Regions from separate parts of the Mus musculus genome. Here region 2 is linked to region 1. A link is a contact called in public Hi-C data. All regions are on one chromosome and are shown on one strand. The core of a region is the stretch at or near the end of the contact, and the rest is flanking DNA. Distances in the headings are between cores, read along the strand shown. Region 1 overlaps Tanc1 (tetratricopeptide repeat, ankyrin repeat and coiled-coil containing 1). Region 2 overlaps Tanc1 (tetratricopeptide repeat, ankyrin repeat and coiled-coil containing 1).

What was found. A called contact is a pair of places that touch in the nucleus more often than the background predicts.
Region 2: a Hi-C map of the P5424 cell line shows a contact between it and region 1, with 4 times the contacts expected there. The contact joins two enhancer-like sites. A contact is called at or near these places in 2 of 15 datasets of contacts at CTCF or cohesin (embryonic stem cells and pro-B cells), 12 of 484 Hi-C or Micro-C datasets (the N1E-115 cell line, the P5424 cell line, brown adipocytes and 4 more), 10 of 115 datasets of contacts at active chromatin or transcription factors (cardiomyocytes, embryonic stem cells and epiblast stem cells) and 4 of 9 other capture datasets (adipose tissue, embryonic stem cells, liver and 1 more).

The regions. Positions count from the first base shown.
Region 1 is chr2:59,629,683-59,633,549 of GRCm38.p6, reverse strand. The region is part of intron 1 of Tanc1 (tetratricopeptide repeat, ankyrin repeat and coiled-coil containing 1); the gene reads right to left. Among named protein-coding and RNA genes, the nearest start is that of Tanc1, 20 kb to the right of the region's middle. Within about 2 kb of position 2,014, at least 68 of the 459 cell types and tissues checked have an H3K27ac peak or open chromatin away from gene starts, as enhancers often do. A contact at or near this core is called in the P5424 cell line, where this site is marked.
Region 2 is chr2:59,747,106-59,750,972 of GRCm38.p6, reverse strand. The region is part of intron 4 of Tanc1 (tetratricopeptide repeat, ankyrin repeat and coiled-coil containing 1); the gene reads right to left. Among named protein-coding and RNA genes, the nearest start is that of Wdsub1, 130 kb to the left of the region's middle. Within about 2 kb of position 1,987, at least 26 of the 459 cell types and tissues checked have an H3K27ac peak or open chromatin away from gene starts, as enhancers often do. A contact at or near this core is called in the P5424 cell line, where this site is marked.

The DNA.
Region 1 (3,867 bases), core at 765-3,264:
CCCCACGAATGGTATTACTGTCAGAGCATGAAGTAACCTAGAATTATGCATAATAGCATCACAGGCTGCAGCGCAGGTTATTTTTAAGTTATGCTCTTGGTTTCCAGCTCACCTGATAATGTGCAACATTAATCATCTCTTTACAGTATTTCCTCCAACTCTTTAAAAAATACAAATGTAAAAGAAAACAGCTGAACAGTACAATGGGGCCTGGGAAGGCAAGGCTTTCTCCTGTCCCACATTCTTAACGTTTGGGTAGTCTTATTAATCTTAGTGAATGCTACATTTCTGTTTTAACCACAGGTTTACATGTAAGTACTACTAACACTTCATTCGAGGTGCTGCATCTTAATTCCAAACCATCCTCTCTGTTCCAGCGCTGACTTCTTTTTTCCAATGTGCTTCTAAAGCCTACGGCCAACATCCAACTTCTCCCAAACTCTACCTAGATCCTCGATGGCCAAGATCCAACTTCCCTACCGAGATCCCTCTACTCCTCATGCTCCCAGAGAGGGGTCTATTCTGTTCCTTCACACTGGTGTCCCCCTCACCATTATTTACACAGAGATCTTGACCAGTACTCTAGACAGATCCTTCCTTCTTCCTTCTGTGTACTTATCAATCAATCACTGATTTCATCTTCTCAATCGACCCATGCTTCCCGTTCCCACCCAAGGTCAAGATACTATCTTACCATGCAAGAGTCTGGCTGGCTTCCTGGCCTCCCTTCTCCCTTCCTACCAAGCTAACAGGAAAGAAAATTTGACCGAGTCCTTCCCATTAAGCCTTTCAGAGGTTCCACTACCTACAGAATCAATCAGTTCTTCTTCAGCAAGGTCTCCGAGGCCCACCGATACTCACATCAGGCTCTCTGAGCCCCCATCTCTGGACCACCTTCCTCCTGCAATCTACCCATCCCTCTCAGATTCGTTATAGCTCTAAATATTTCCATCCACTGCTCATGCTGTTGCTTTGGCTACAACCCATCTGTGATGGCTAATCTTAGTTGACAACTTGACACACCTGGGACGAGGGACCCTTAGTTGGGGAATTGTTCTTTATCAGATTGGCCTGTGAGCTTGTCTTTGGGGGCATTTTCTAGATTGCTGATTGATGTAGAAGACCCAGGTTATCACCATTACTAGGCAGGTAGGTTTAGTTTATAATCATCACAAAGAAGTGAATGAGAGTTTTGCCATTGATTTGATAGTAGGGCAACCTGTTAGTGAGGTGGACCACTGCATGGTCATAGTCTGTGACGGTGAGGTTAGTGACTTGGGCCACTGTACTGGCTGGTTTTGTGTGTCAACTTGACACAACCTGGAGTTATCACAGAGAACGGAGTTTCCCTCGAGAAAATGCCTCCATGAGATCCAGCTGTAAGGCATTTTCTCAATTAGTGATCAATGGGGATAGAGCTTAGCCTATTGTGGGTGGTGCCTAGTCCTGGGTTCTATAAGAAAGCAAGCTGAGAAAGCCAGTGGGAAGCAAGCCAGTAAGCAGCACTCCTTCATGGCCTCTACATCAATTCCTGCCTCCAAGTTCCTACCCTGTGTATGGAAGTGTAAGCTGAATAAACCCTTTCCTCCTCAATTTGCTTCTTGGTCATGATGTTTTGTGCAAGAATAGAAACCCTGACTAAGACAGCCACCCAAAGGTGTGTGTGTGTGTGTGTGTGTGTGTGTGTGTGTGTGTGTGTGTGTGTGTACAGAGAAAACAAACTGGGGATGTGTGGCTCCTGTAACCTGCAGTTAAAGCATCACCATCAGGAAAGCTTGGCTGCATCCTTGTCCTCTGACCCCTACAGAACAATCCCCACGCCAGGTGTGTTAGTATGAGATCAAGGCTTTGTGTGAAAGGTGTTCTCAGTTAGGAAGAAAGGATGCTAACACCATTTTTTTTTTTATAAAGCAGCTGAAGGGGACCTGGCGACGTGCCAGTAAGCACCCTTCCTCTGTGGTTTCAGATTCAAGTTCCTGCCCTGTGTTCTCGGCTTTGGCTTCCCTCCACGGTGGCTGTAACCTGTAAAATGAAATAAGCCCTTTCCCCCTCAAGCTGCTTTTAGTCATGGTGTTTATCACAGCAACAGAGAAACAAACTCAGTTCTTAGTCTTTCCAAAGATGGCTTAGGCACAAACTTGTCTTGAAAAGTTTCAAAGAATTGGCAAGCCCTGGCGAGAGGAGCCTCTCCCGTACTCTGCTCCTCAGAGTAGGTCCTGGCACCTAAGCTCCTGCTTGCTCTGTCAGCCCTGCCCACAGATGCACTGCTCTTCCAAAACACAGACCACATCTTCATCCTCGTAGCTCCCAGACTTTCACTCAACTCAATGCTGTTGATTGTACAAGAGCACACCCTATTCCAGGTGTCCTGTGTAAATATTACCTCTCATGAGTTCAATGACACCCCCCTTCTACACGGAGAAACTGAGACTCTAATATTAAGAAACATCTGCCAGGCCATTAAGCAGATGAGGAAACCTGAAGCCAAGTCTCTCTCTACATAACTCCACAATCATTACTCCTTAAGTTTTACTGTTCTCTTGGGTATTTTGGAGCTCTGACTCTAAGGTTCTGAAGGTAAGGATGAGCGCACAACTCTGGGCAACCTAAGGACACTGTGCTCCTCACGCCCAACTGTCAGTCCAAAACCATCTAGAAATGGCAGCGAAACAGACAGCATCTTAGGAACAAATTTTGTAACCAGCCCCCACCCCACAACCATGCTTTAGAATCCCCAAGTAAGGGCTTTGGGGAGGGCTACGGAAAATCCAAAGGGCACACCATCTTAAGCAGCCACGGTAGCCCAGCTTAATCCTACCTGTTAGCTTTCCCCATGTCCCAAATCTGTCTCCCCACAGCCTAACTGCACAGCATCTCTAGGCCCTCACTCCTCACCACCACGGACCTTTGAACCAAAACCCATAGGGAGTTACAAGTTGATCCCTTCTGCAGAGACAGAGCAATCCCTGCAAATAATCACTGGGGAGCCCGTGACAGAAACAGATAGGGCTAAGAACACAAAATGAGTATCACAGGGGTGGAGGTGAGGGTCAAGGAGCTAGGAGCTGAGAAGTCCAGTCAAGGAGACACAAAGTAGTAATGGCATTTACCCAAAGTGGGCAGAGAAGGCTCATCTCTCTCCCCAACACAAGAATCATGAACAAGAAACTAATCTGATCTGCGAGAATTAACGCAAAGCTTGCTGGCTACGAGAACCAAAGAAGCAAAAACTACTGTGAGCAGCCAGACTCTGACAAAAGACAAAAACCAAAAAAATCCAAACCCACCTTCTATTCCATGCAGCCAGAGCCACACCCAACTCAGAGATTTCCTCCCAACTCTGGAGAGTCCCAGGAGGCAGACAAGGAAAAGCAGCACACAGTCAGCACGATACCCACTGCAGGCATAGTAACAGGCCCCCAGTGTCCCAGGGCAGATATTCAAGCTCAGCCACCTCCCACCATTAACCTGAAGTCTAGGACTTCACCACACTCCATTCCGGAAACAACCTTCAGAAGTAGCCACACCCCAGGTCCCCAGAGAGCATGCTCCAGGCAGCTGTGCAACCCACTCAGGTCACTGGGACCAGGGCACTGGGTTGGAGCCTTACCACAGTCGCCTGGCTTCAAAACCTCAACTTGGCAGAGCTGCACATGACAAAGAGGGCAGGGACTGGATGGCACTAGACACACGCCAACATATACTAAGTGGTGGCTTGACTTTAACACTCAGATTTCAAACAGGTACTTTCTGTTACTTTGGGGGATGTGGAGGAGACTGAAACCGGTGACTTGTGATAGGGAACCAAATCCAGGGCCTTTTTATCATGGGAGACAAGCACTCTCCAGTCTCCCATTGAGCTTCACA
Region 2 (3,867 bases), core at 738-3,237, 120 kb before region 1:
ACACACACACACACACACACACACACACACACACACACACAGGGAGAGGCAGACAAACACACAAAGAGAGACAGAGATGTGGGGGGGGGGGACAGAGAGAAAGAGGGACACAGGAGAGACGGAGAGGGGGAGAAAGAGGAAGGGAGAGAGAGGATAAGAGAGAAAGAGGGATAGAAGGAGGGAGAGGGGTAGGGGCAGGGAGAGGGAAAGGGGAGAGGGCAGAAGGGAGAGGGAGGGAGAGAGGAGAGAGAGGAAGAGAAGGAGAGAGAGAGGGAAAGAGGTGGGAGCAGGGAGAGGAGAGGGGAGAGGAGAGAAGGGAGAGGGAGGGAGAGAAGGGAGAGGGAGGGAGAGAGAGAGGAAGAGAAGGAGGGAGGGAGGGAAAGGGAAAAAGGTGGGGGCAGGGAGAGGGGAGAGGAGAGAATATGAGAATATCTCTTAAACCTGGGTCTTGAGCAGAGACCTGATATACAAGTGGTAAATGTCCCACCTGCTTTCATGTCACAAGCCACAGTCAGAGCACAAGCACACTGAAATACTGTCTAAAGTTACCTCCAGGCCATGTCTTTAGGGTATATAAACCATAAATTAATTTTGTGCTTAGACTTGGGTCCCACCTCTATGATATCTTACTGTACATATTAAGAAATACTGCAAGCACTAAAATCTGACTTCAAGGCACTTCAGCTTAGGTGTAGTCAACTGGTATGAACCAGTTATAAGTAAAAGGGAGAGCCATTAATTTTATGGTGGCCCTGGGAGAAAGATCTGTACCCTTCCTGGAAGGGTCATGTCCCAGTTTTCCGAAGAGACGGAAACAGCCAGTGAGGAGATGGCTCTGCCGTTGGTCCTAGGGCAGGAAAGGAAGCCTGCATCCTTTGAAGTAGCTAAATACAAAGAGCGAGAAGCAGGATCCTGAGAACCTTCTTCCCCTGCGGGTTCTGGGCACTCCATTCCCGAGTGTGGTCACCTATACTTGTCAGAATGCACATTCTCAGACCCACCTTACAAGGGCAATTCTGGGGTACCCACCCATGGGGGGGTTGTAAAATTTATTTTCATTTCATGTACATCGGTGTTTTGACTGCATGTATGTATGTCTGTGTGAGAGTGGAACTGGAGTTGCCATGTGGGTGCTGGGAATTAAACAACACAGTTCCTCTGGAAGAGCAGCCAGCTCTCTTAACTACTGAGCGCCCCCCCCCCCCATAGGTATTGAGACCTTGCCTACTTCCTGAGGAAGCTTACAATCAAGTGAAAAAAGGAGAGAGAGAGCTGCCATGGCACAGTGCTGTCACTAGGGAAAGCATCAGAAAGGAAAACGCACTGCCAGGGATGCACCTGAAGGTGAGGGGAGGAGTCACGGTAGGAAGGCAGAGTCACGGTAGAAAATGCTTGAGGTGAGGGGGCGGAGTCACAGTAGGAAATGCTTGAGGTGAGGGGGCGGAGTCACAGTAGGAAATGCTTGCAGGTGAAGGGGCGGGGTCATGGTAGGAAATGCTTACAGGTGAGGGGGTGGAGTCACAGTAGGAAATGCTTGCAGGTGAGGGGGCGGAGTCACGTTAGAAAATGCTTGCAGGGGAAGGGGCGGGGTCACGCTAGAAAATGCTTAAGAGGTTGAAGGTCTTGTCTTCCCACAGATATTGACTCCCAAGAAGAAAGGGCTTTAAAAAAAAATGCATTTTACTTAATTAAGAAGTAATATGTTCTCAGGAAAAAAAATTAAATTTGCAAATACTTCCTCAAACTTTCATTTAGTACAATGGCTACAGCACACCTAGTTTAAACCCTCTGCCCTTATGTCAGCTAAGAGACATGAAGAGGCAGATGAAGAGCAGGTGTCTCACCCACCTAAGGACCCCTCCCCGTGGGAAGGTGCTGAGTTCCTGCTTCATTCTTCCTCCCCAGCATCCAGGAACGGGTCAGAGCAGAACACTCCTGAGCCTCACTCTCAGTCCCCAGTGTAAGGTAGGAGTAGCCCATCGCCCTTGGCTTTACCTTTGATGTGCATGTGTGCACAGGTACCCCACCACCTCTCAGCATGTATAGGAGCCTTCCTATCCCACACCACAGAGAAATGGCCACACCAAAGAAACACACATATTATTCTTCACCCTCAGAATCATCTGTGTCTCATCTGTGTCAAATCCACCCAACCTCTGGGCACTGACATCAGGGAGAAGAGGGCCTGAGAGATGCAGACTCCAATCACTCTTACAGAGACGTATCTATGAAGGAGTGTTAAGTGGAAAGACTTACAGGTATAATTAGGTTAGAATGAAGATGAATTATAGGGTTTTGGGTTTTTTTTTTTTTAACAGTGTGAGAGCTGGGGAAGTATCTCAATTGGCAAAGTGCCTGGCTAGTGTTCACAACATCCTGAATTCAATCCCCATCACCACATAAAGTGAGATGCAGTGGCCCAAGTCTGTACTCCTAGCACTTTGATGGTAGATGCAGGAGGCTGGAGCGTTCAAGGTCATCCCTGGCTACACAGTGGGCTCAAGGTTTGTCTGGGCTACAGAAAATCCAGTGTAAAGATGGTGGCATCAATTACAGTTAACAAAGCCCTCTCAGCTGAGCTGGATACAGAGACCATCAAAGATTACCTAAGCCCCTCTCAGACAGTGCGCAGACCTTACAGAACAGCGAACACCTTCGACCACACAAAAGGCGCAGCTGCAGACGATGCGGAACCACCTAGCTCCCGTTCTGCTGGCGAGACTACAAAACGTTTAACTGCTTTCGAAAATAGTTGATGCTTTCATACAAATTATATCGTACATACTATATGATCCTGCCAATTCCACTCCTAAGTCCCCTAAGTCCCTCCCCAAGGGAAAGGACACTTGTGCTTATACAAAAGACAGTGTGCTCACAGTTAAAGCAATTTCATTTATCGTCACCCCAAACTGGAAACTACCCAAGTGACTTCCAACTGGCAAATGGACAAGCTGTGGCATATGCATGCAGTGGACTACTTGTGAAACAGGCAGTAAAAGTTTATCGATACCCACTGTGACGTGCATGAGTCCGAAGTGCACCCAGCCAAGAAGCTGGCCTCAAAAGGGTGTGCATTAAACGGCTCTACACATCACATCCTGAAAAGGCAAAGTTCTGGGTTTGGAGAAAGACCATAGGTTTCCAGGGCTTCGGGATGCAGCCGACTATAACAGAACATATGAATATACTGGGACGCAGAACCGCTCTCTGTCTTCATTGTGCCAGCATTTACACAATTCCAATGCATTTGTTGAAGCTGAGGCTCTGTGCTGAGAAATGTCCCTATTTCCTCTTCTCCCTTTCCTTTGGCAAGGGATGTGGACATGTGTGCAGAGTAACTTAGAAAGTTTTCACGAGGCCTTCAGGCAACACTGTGTTAGAAGTGTGTAATAAGGTAAGACACGTCCCCAATCAAGTCACTTGATTTCTAGAGGCTTACAGAAACTGGGGTTAGGATAAGAAACCTAAGGTGAGGAACCAACTGGAATCATCCAGACAGGTCCCACACACATGGGTGTTAGTATGAGAAAGGAGGGGATAAGACTGCCACAGAAGTAGAGAGAGGAGGGTGTGGCCATCAGGAGCTACAGAAGGTAAGCATTTTCCCAGACAAGTACTCTATGGACGGTGCCTGCGGCTCAGAGAGACAAACAGCTGAAACCACCAAATGGAGATAACACGCCACCGTAGCCCCAGGAAACACCTACACTTCAATACCAACATGGGAGCACCACCATGCCCAACTCCTCCCAGCCCCTCCCCCACGAGGGGAACTTCATGGCACCAAGGTACTTGAAGGTAATGTGCACTGCTAAAAAGAAAGGGCAGTAGGTATCTTGTTTCAACTATTATATGTTTGACGGGGCT